2 separate regions of the Gasterosteus aculeatus genome follow, and region 2 is linked to region 1. The links are chromatin contacts, called in public Hi-C maps. All regions are on one chromosome and are shown on one strand. Each heading gives the region's core, a stretch centred on a gene start, on an enhancer-like site or on the middle of the called end of the contact. The rest is flanking DNA. Distances are from core to core; before and after follow the strand shown.

What was found. A called contact is a pair of places that touch in the nucleus more often than the background predicts.
Region 2: a contact with region 1 is called in a Hi-C map of skeletal muscle, with 2.8 times the contacts expected there. The contact joins the promoter of efcab14 here to the promoter of exosc4 in region 1. A contact is called at or near these places in 3 of 6 Hi-C or Micro-C datasets (liver, skeletal muscle and whole body).

What each region holds. Positions count from the first base shown.
Region 1 is chr3:17,535,321-17,539,459 of fGasAcu3.hap1.1, forward strand. exosc4 (exosome component 4) reads right to left here and starts at 1,930. Exons shown (of 3, transcript XM_040170903.2): 1 at 1,609-1,930; 2 at 552-758; 3 at 1-468. The coding sequence starts at 1,779. The coding sequence ends at 109. It overlaps prkacbb (protein kinase, cAMP-dependent, catalytic, beta b), which reads right to left. Exons shown (of 11, transcript XM_078099876.1): 11 at 2,256-3,712. The coding sequence ends at 3,587.
Region 2 is chr3:17,665,575-17,669,713 of fGasAcu3.hap1.1, forward strand. efcab14 (EF-hand calcium binding domain 14) reads left to right here and starts at 2,319. Exons shown (of 9, transcript XM_040171445.2): 1 at 2,319-3,119; 2 at 3,391-3,539; 3 at 3,685-3,830; 4 at 4,015-4,113. The coding sequence starts at 2,944.

The sequences.
Region 1 (4,139 bases), core at 680-3,179:
TATATAAAAGAAATCACTCCAAAAGAATTCTCTCATCTATCCTCTCCATTCGGTCCAATAACTTCTCCGGTCTGCGACCCAAACCCCAGTAAGGAGGTCCTCCATGCATCACTCTCCAGAGAGCACAGAAACCTCCTGCAGATGTCGTCGCACCACCTCATCCAGCAACTTGCTCACACCTTTACACGCCGTCATGGCGGCCGCGATGAGCAAATCCAAGTGATCCTGATGTAGTCTGGCGTCCATCTGCAGCAGAGCGATCTGCCCGCCGCGGGGCAGCAGCGCCAAGGCCAGCGAGCTCACTCCGCCGCCTTCCTCTGCGTAGCAAAGGTCGGCGAGGGGCGTCTCGTCCACGAACCCCACCGTGCAGGCGCACACGTAGTCCCGCATGGGGATGCCGGCGTCGATCACCGCCAGCGTGGCGGCGTTCACGCACACGCTGTAGTTGCCGCCGTCCGACTGCAGAATCTGGTTGGAAATAATTATTATCGTTATCAATACATGATAACCCCCCCCCAACACATCATCGAGTCCACCTCGCCGCCACTCACCTTGACATAGATGTCTATTTGAGAGCGCGGGTAGAGCTGTGTCATCACGGCGGCTTCAAACGTCTGCTTGAGGTGGAGGCTCATCTCCGTGGACTTGCGGTCGCCGTGCGGCCTCCTCTTCCTCTCTGCCGTGCTGAACGTGGCCATGCTGTACTGACAGTTGATCAGGGCTCGTTCGTGGCGACTCCGGGTGCGCGAACCTCGAACCTGGGGATCGATCGTTGTGTCTTCATTAATACAATTCAAGGGAATCGCGGCGTATCGAGTCTGAACTTTTCTGAAGCTTTGATGCCCATATTAATGATTTAATGCAAACTTCTAATAAACTGGAGCCTAGTTCATTATGGTAAATAAGGATGGGATTTTGTTTCACTTGCCACATTGTGAATCATTTCTGTTATAGGAATTCAACGTATTGGATCCTCTGACGTTCCCCCCAGGTTTCTTCCCTTTTTCCCCCATAGAAGGGTTTTTAATTTTTTTCAGTTTTTCCTGTGCGAGGGTTTTGGGGCAAAGGATGTCTCATGTGTACAGACTGTAAAGCCCTCTGAGGCAAATTTGTAATATGCAATTTTGGGCTATACAAAATAAAAGGAACTGAAAACACTGGTGTGTGTGTGTGTGTGTGTGTGTGTGTGTGTGTGTGTGGGGGGGGGGGGGGGGTCACTTTAATGGGTACACCTGTTAAATGTAATGCTGCAGTCATATTCTACCTTGACAGGACAATCAATGTTCAAGTTATATTGGCACTGTCAGAGAAGTATTAACTTTACTGTATTGACGTATGACGTTAGACTAATTTATTTTGTTAGTTATATTTATAAAAACAGACTTTCCCCCAGAAAGTTGTACCTATAAGGTCAGTTCATGAAGGTATTTCAGTATTTTCTGGTCGCTTGAAACGATTCTGTAACGTCACACGCATTCGTTTTATTGGACGAATTACGGGGGGGGGGGGGGTGATGATCAATAAATAACGTGCTGTTCATCTTCTGCCACCGCTGCGCTTTATTCTAACCGTTGTGGCGTTAGCGCTTGCTAAGCTAACGTTACTCACTTCGTGCGGGCCGTAGACCACAGCCAGAACCTTCGTGTTTCCCTGCTCCAGGTACGCGGAGCCGTCCGCCTGAGCGAACACACCCATGCGGGCCTGAAGCTTCCGCAGCTCGGTGGCTTTCCTGCCGTCCAGGCGGTAGCCCTGGTCCGACAGCAGCTCCACGCCCGCCATGTTTTCCGGAAAAAAACTTCGCACGGGATGAACGGCGGCGCGCGAGGACACCACGTGTTCCTCACTGTAGTGCGTCACACGCGGAGAGACTACGGCAAGAGAGGAGGCCCAAATGTGACGCGTTCGGAATAAATGTCGGACTGACGTTAGACATTAGAGAATATTAATATAATGAAAGGAACATTATAATAATTTATTATTATTAAGTTATCTTACTTATGTAACTCTTTATGCGCTATTAAAATATAGTTTGTCCCACTGGTGTAGAATTTTCAACCTATATTATAAAATGGTGTTGGAACTAAATGTCTCATGGAAATCCCCAGATGGGACATTGTGATAACTACTCTGCATCGAATAAATCAAACCTTGTGTATTTACCACAGTAATCCTCGAGTCTGGACCACTATGTGGTTACATTCAGACCCTGTGGGGAGAATTACAGTCACAATGCACGGACAGTTACACAACTTCAACACTTTTAAAAATAAAATTTATTAGCATCTCTAATGTGTATAAATAAAGACATATATGAAACAATGTATATACGTATGATGCAATGAGTTTAACAATAACAAGGTTACATGTGACACAAAGGAGCAGTCTTTATTTTAGCCAGTGTATTGTGAGGAAAACTGTACCTTGAAATCAAGCCTTCAAATATGCATACCTATAAGTTGCAAATAGACATTCTTTGCTCAAACAAAGAAATCTGTTTTGGGGGCGATAAAAGGGAGAATACGGTAAATATGCAGATTTTGCATTCCTGTTTCTTAAGATTTTAAAACATCTTTGATCTACAACATTACAAATGATGTCCTGTTTAATAAAAGGCTTTACTGACACCGACCTCCTCAACTTAACATCACACTCAACAAAAATCCTACAAAGGATTTCACTTCACTCTTTTGCATTTACTGGTTCCACGGACTCATGACAAAGGGTCTTTATAAGCGGACCTGAATTCCAGGGACATTGTGATTTTAATGTTAGACAAAGCGACGAAAGAATAGTCAGATACAAAATGACAAACTTTACATGTAACTACCCGATCCAAAAGGATCAAACAAACAACTGGATTTGCATTTTACAAATAACAGGGTTTGTCATTGTCTGCGTCTGCTTGCTGGGTCAGAATACCAAGAAGACAGTGAATGGATGCTTCTCTGTGGCGGGGGGGGGGGGGGCAAAGGACTTGGCTCTAGGCAAAAAGCTAAAAAAGGAAGAGGACCTCTTTCCTTGTCACGCTTCCAAAACTCAACAGAAAACCTGACAGACGCGGGACGAATGCTGCCCCCCTCCCCCTCTCCTCCCCCCCGAAAGCCGGCCAGAATGGCCCAAAGGCCGGCGCGAGGTGGACTTGTAACAGATCGCCTCGAGGGAGTCTCCTGCGAGGCCCAGCAGGGTGCCCCAAAGTGCACACGGACCGGTGGGATACAATGCGTGGACGCTTATTGGCCGTAGTCTCAGTTTTTCCTCATGAATTGAAAAAAACCATCACATTTTAAAAGGGCATAACGACATCCAAGACTAACTGCTTCAAAGTAAAAAAAAAAGAAAAAAGAAAAAAAGAAGAAGGGTGGTAGGTACAAAAGAAAAAAGAAAGTGTTGTGTCTGCTTTAATACGCAGGTGTACGTGACAGTGAGAGGTTATCGGCACCCAAGGATCGCGGCAACCTCATTCGGCCTCATGGAATGACGGGACTATGTAGTAGATCTGAAAAACGATGGTCTCTGCTCCATCCCGAGTCTTTAGAAGAGTGCAAAGATCCCCTAATTTCCCTGATGTATCCATGTCCCCCGCGTCCTAAAACTCTGCAAACTCCTTCCCGCATTTTTCCGTTACGGAAACTCGGATTTCCTCCTCCTCGTAGTCGTCGAAGTTGCTGGTGTCCCCCGGGCCTCTGCACTTTGGTATGAACGGGGCCTCCACCTGCAGAAGGGAACCGCACGCTTTATTAGGTGAATACGGTCAAAAAGCTCCCAGTAGCGCCTGGTAGAACCTTTTTCCTGTTTGCACAACAACTCTACGCCGTGACTTTCACCAACTCCCCGAATCTCCATTTGACAGGCAGCGTTCAGCTACTTCATCGCAAGCCAAGAACATTGTATTATTAAAATTATTATGATGTCGTGTTTGCTTTACATTGAGCCAAATATAGCAAACCGCATCACAGCTCCTGCGCTGAGAGACTGCGATACGACATCGCCGTACGTTTCTCTGATTAAAATCTATTAACGATAAAACTTTCACGTCTGTTGGTACTCTACGAGGCTGAAGGTCGACGTGCCACAAACGCTCTCAAGTGTTCGGTTTCTGCAAAGGTGTCAGCTCAGTGTTTACTAAACATCTCAGAGGA
Region 2 (4,139 bases), core at 1,069-3,568, 130 kb after region 1:
TCGCGCTGTGTCTTCAGCGACCGCAGAATCCATCAGCTGTTTTGAAGGTTGTGGGGAACGGAAATGTCAGACGTGGTCTCGTTCAAGCTCCTGGGAGCGATTTTTACATGAACATCCGCAGAAGCGCTTTTCAGCTTCGTTTCCCAAAAGGCCTGGATGTTTGTCACGGCTCCGCGGGGGCGAGCCGATGGCCTCGCCCTGTAATAACAGACCAAGAACGACCTCAGATGAGCTGCATGGATACAGATCACAGCGAAGGAAGAACACCTGCGCTGTTTGTGGTTCATGTTTTTGTGGATTCGAAGCCTTTTGTGACGTCACGACTGCAGTTTAAAACATCCCAAGAAGAAGTGATCAAACACAAACGGCCAAAGCAGGCGAGGAACAAAGCTCGTTGTTCTGCGAATAAAGAGAGTCAAAAACACACATAATATTCCGTTGAATCTGCCAGCTAGCGTTGCATGGTGATATTTGTACCGTATGAGATGAGTCATCCCACATAATGGTTGAAGGCTTTGAAATAAAACAGTGAAAAAACACCCTGGTGAGAGAAATTGGTATTCTAACAGCGCCCCCCCCTCCCACTTCCAACTGATGATAATCTGTATTCACACAGCCTGCCATGTCAGATGAAAGCCTTCAATTAGCAGTCAGCTCTATTCAGTATTTCCCATCGTGCCGCCACTCTTTACATTCTCTGACGGCGCCCAAAGGCTGCTGCCGGTCCGGCGCTTACACAAACCACTCCCGGGGAGAATGTGAGGAGCCCCGCTGTGAACAAAGTGGGAAAACAAGTGTTTTGTGGAAATTAGCCGTTCGCCTTCTAATGCCCGGCGCTCCCTACCTCGGGGCTGCAGATGTGAGGGGGGGGGGGGTTGAAGTGTCATCCTTTCGGTCTTAACCCCCGGATGAGAACTCCAGACTCCGGCGGAGAGATGAAACGGCTCCGATGCTTTGATTTGTGGCTTCACGCCGGAGCGCGGTCTTCACAGGCCCCTCAGCGTGAGGCGTGTTCCGTCACCAGGTGTTCTCCAGCCACTGACTGAATTGGATTCACAGTCGGCGCGTTCAAAACAATGCAAGCAGCGGCGGCCTTAATGCACTTCAGGCGCATCCGTCTGAGCGTGATGGTATTAGCTTGGTAGTCGTGAGGGTGGCGTGGCGCTCATGGTGACAGGCATTGCCCCGGGAAACTCTTTTCTGGAGATAATAAAGCATCAGCTGGAGGCCTCGTCTCCTGCAACTCAATAACCAAATTCATAGCGAGATGGCGAGGAGCGTCCCAGTTCCTTTGTGAGCTAATAAACTGCACCAGTGCGAGTGCTTTCCATGCAGTGTGATTATTAATAGTATTGTGCAGTAGTAAGAGGGGGGGGGGGGGGGGGGGGGTTGCACATAAAGGAACATATTTTCAAAGCCAAAAGCAGGCCAGTGGGAGGTTGTTTTCAATGAAAGAGAGCTAAAGGCCAGTCGGCAGAGACCCCGCTTCGTCTCAGTCCACGTGTCCTGCTGGGCCGGCCCAATAGCGCTCCGGGTCAGCGGGATTTGTTCCGGACCCCCGATGGAGGAGCAGAATTGAAACAAAAAATTAAATCCTGTTTCATAGAACGTGGTGCATTCATGGAAATATTATGTAAACACGCCGACACCAAAACTGACAAAGACCTGTGGGATAACGTGTAGATATAACACTACGCAAGCAACAAATGTCATCACTTTGCCAATGTACAAATAATTACAGCAACTGATTTATTTTCGCGTTTATCGGTTGAAAAACACCAAACAGTGGATGTTTTTCCAAATGGTCTCACATGCTGATTTGTTTTCTGATTCATATAATTGAAGTGAACAGGTTCTTGGACAAAACGGGCAATATGACGACAACTCTCAAACAAATCCACTGATTAATTGATAATAAAAGGGGTGATAATAGAAGATAATAGAAGAATCACCCCTGGTGATTGTCATTATGTCAATAAGGACATTTTCTGATGTTACATACCACAATAAGCCAAACGTGTAACAAACTGATAAAATAACTTAAAGCGATGTTCCACTTAATGTATTCATTGAATTGTCTTTGTTTATAAAAAAAACATCGGAAAGTTTAGCTAGGCGGTGAGTTCTTTAACCGGACCTGACGTCATTCAATATTTTATCAAGCTGCACACCGGAAGTCCGCGTTGTTTTATTTAGCGTCTTAAGAACACGTCCCATTCATTTAATATTATCCCATTTCCTACGTTTGATAGGTCGACTTACTTATAGTGATCCTGACTTTATGCATCGATATGAAGCGTCTGCCCCTCCGGGGGGGAATGGGGGGGGGCGCGCTTTGTTTCGCTACCTGAGAGCAGAGAGAACCGGAAGCTGCTGGTTGCACCAATCACGTGAGAGGTTACTCGGAAGCCCCGCCCAGACAATACAGACAGCAGGACAGATCGCTGGAAATACACTGCCGCATATTCTGACTTTTAGGATAGATGGATTTTATTAATATTTTTATTTAGAAGTTTGCCCAAACAAGACCGACGTCGAGGCAGGTGTGTTCAGACCCCGCGTGGAGGACTTGATAGTGCTGCATAGCACAGTATCGGTGCTCCGACCGTGTTAGCCACACTTAGCAAGGTGTCAGATGCTAACCGAGTTAACGTTACCTAACGATTGTGACAGCCCGGCTCGGCAGTACGAAAAGTGTTTTGTGAGCGTAACGTAACGACAAATCGCTGTTGAGCATCTGTTTGTACTCGTTGTTCATCGACAAGGCAACCAAGTCCGACGTGTTTGTATCCGTTAGCAACGCTGTCAGGTTGAAATTCAAGCTAGCAATAGAGCACTGCGTTACCTGCTACGTAAACCACAACATCCACCAAACTGGACAAAACTTTGGATTTTGTGGGGTTTAAATCGGCCTCGACGGGTTCGCTGACCCCCCAGAAGAAGATGAAGAAGAGGAAGGAGCTGAACGCCTTGATCGGACTCGGGGACAGCAAGAGGAAGAAGACCAAAAAGGGGACAGGACACCGCCTCCTGCGAACCGAGCCGCCGGACTCCGAGTCCGAGTCCAGCTCGGACGACGACGAGTTCAGCGGCATGAGCAGCGGGGCGCACGCCGGCAAGTGAGTGCTCTTCATCTGTAATCAAAGGTCGTGTTCTTCAGAGTCGAAAGGCACCTTTTCCCCCCTGCTGCTTGATGTCAGTGTGCAGTGCTACGCGTGGCATGATCATTTAAATGACGACATATTCCACATTCCAAAGCATCATTATTCGTCAGTAACCCTCATAATTCCCGTGACACTGAATGCAGCCTTCTGACCACACCGGCTTCATTAATCCTGAACGGGCCTGCAGATGCAATGTCTTTACGTTATGTGTTGCTTGTGCCCTCAGGAGAAGCTACACGCAGTGCTGCAATGTGTGCTACCCCTTGTTCCTGTTCGTCATACTCGCCGCCTGCGTCACGGCCTGTGCTGGACTCCTATGGATGCAGATCGCCCTGAAAGAAGACCTGGACTCGCTGAAAGCAAAGCTGCATAGCAGTAAGACTCGCCGTCACACACAAACACACGCCGTTACCTTGGGATGGGTCATAGAAAGCTGACCCGCTACTTTACATCCTAGTGGCACATGCATTGCTTTGGTCTCTGTCTCTGCTTTTAACTCACTATACTGTTTGTATAACAGTGGAATCCAGCCAGAAGGTGTCATCCAGTGAAATACCGAAGCTGAGTGAGGACCTGAAAAACAAGGACCGGAAGCTCGACGACATTGAGAACGGGGACAGAGGGTTGAGCAAGCTCTGGTCCAACCTAACAGAAATGAACAGAAAGGTCAGTGGGTTTTGTCGCTAAAAAACTACCTCAACGTACATATTCTCACACCCCATCAAGAGCTCATGATGAAGTGGAATTGGTGTTAATTTGCAGCACGGGTTTTCTTTGGTAGTAGCTCAATAGAGTGGCACTTCTCCGTAAGAGGCGTAACTGAATATTCTGTATCATCTTACTCCTGCAGATCAGTTTGCTGGACTCCGCAGTAACCCATCTGAAGGCCAACTTGAAATCAGCTGCTGACTTAGTCAGCCTTCCCACTACGGTTGAAGAGCTTGAAAAGGTGACAACGCAGAAAAGTGGAACGAA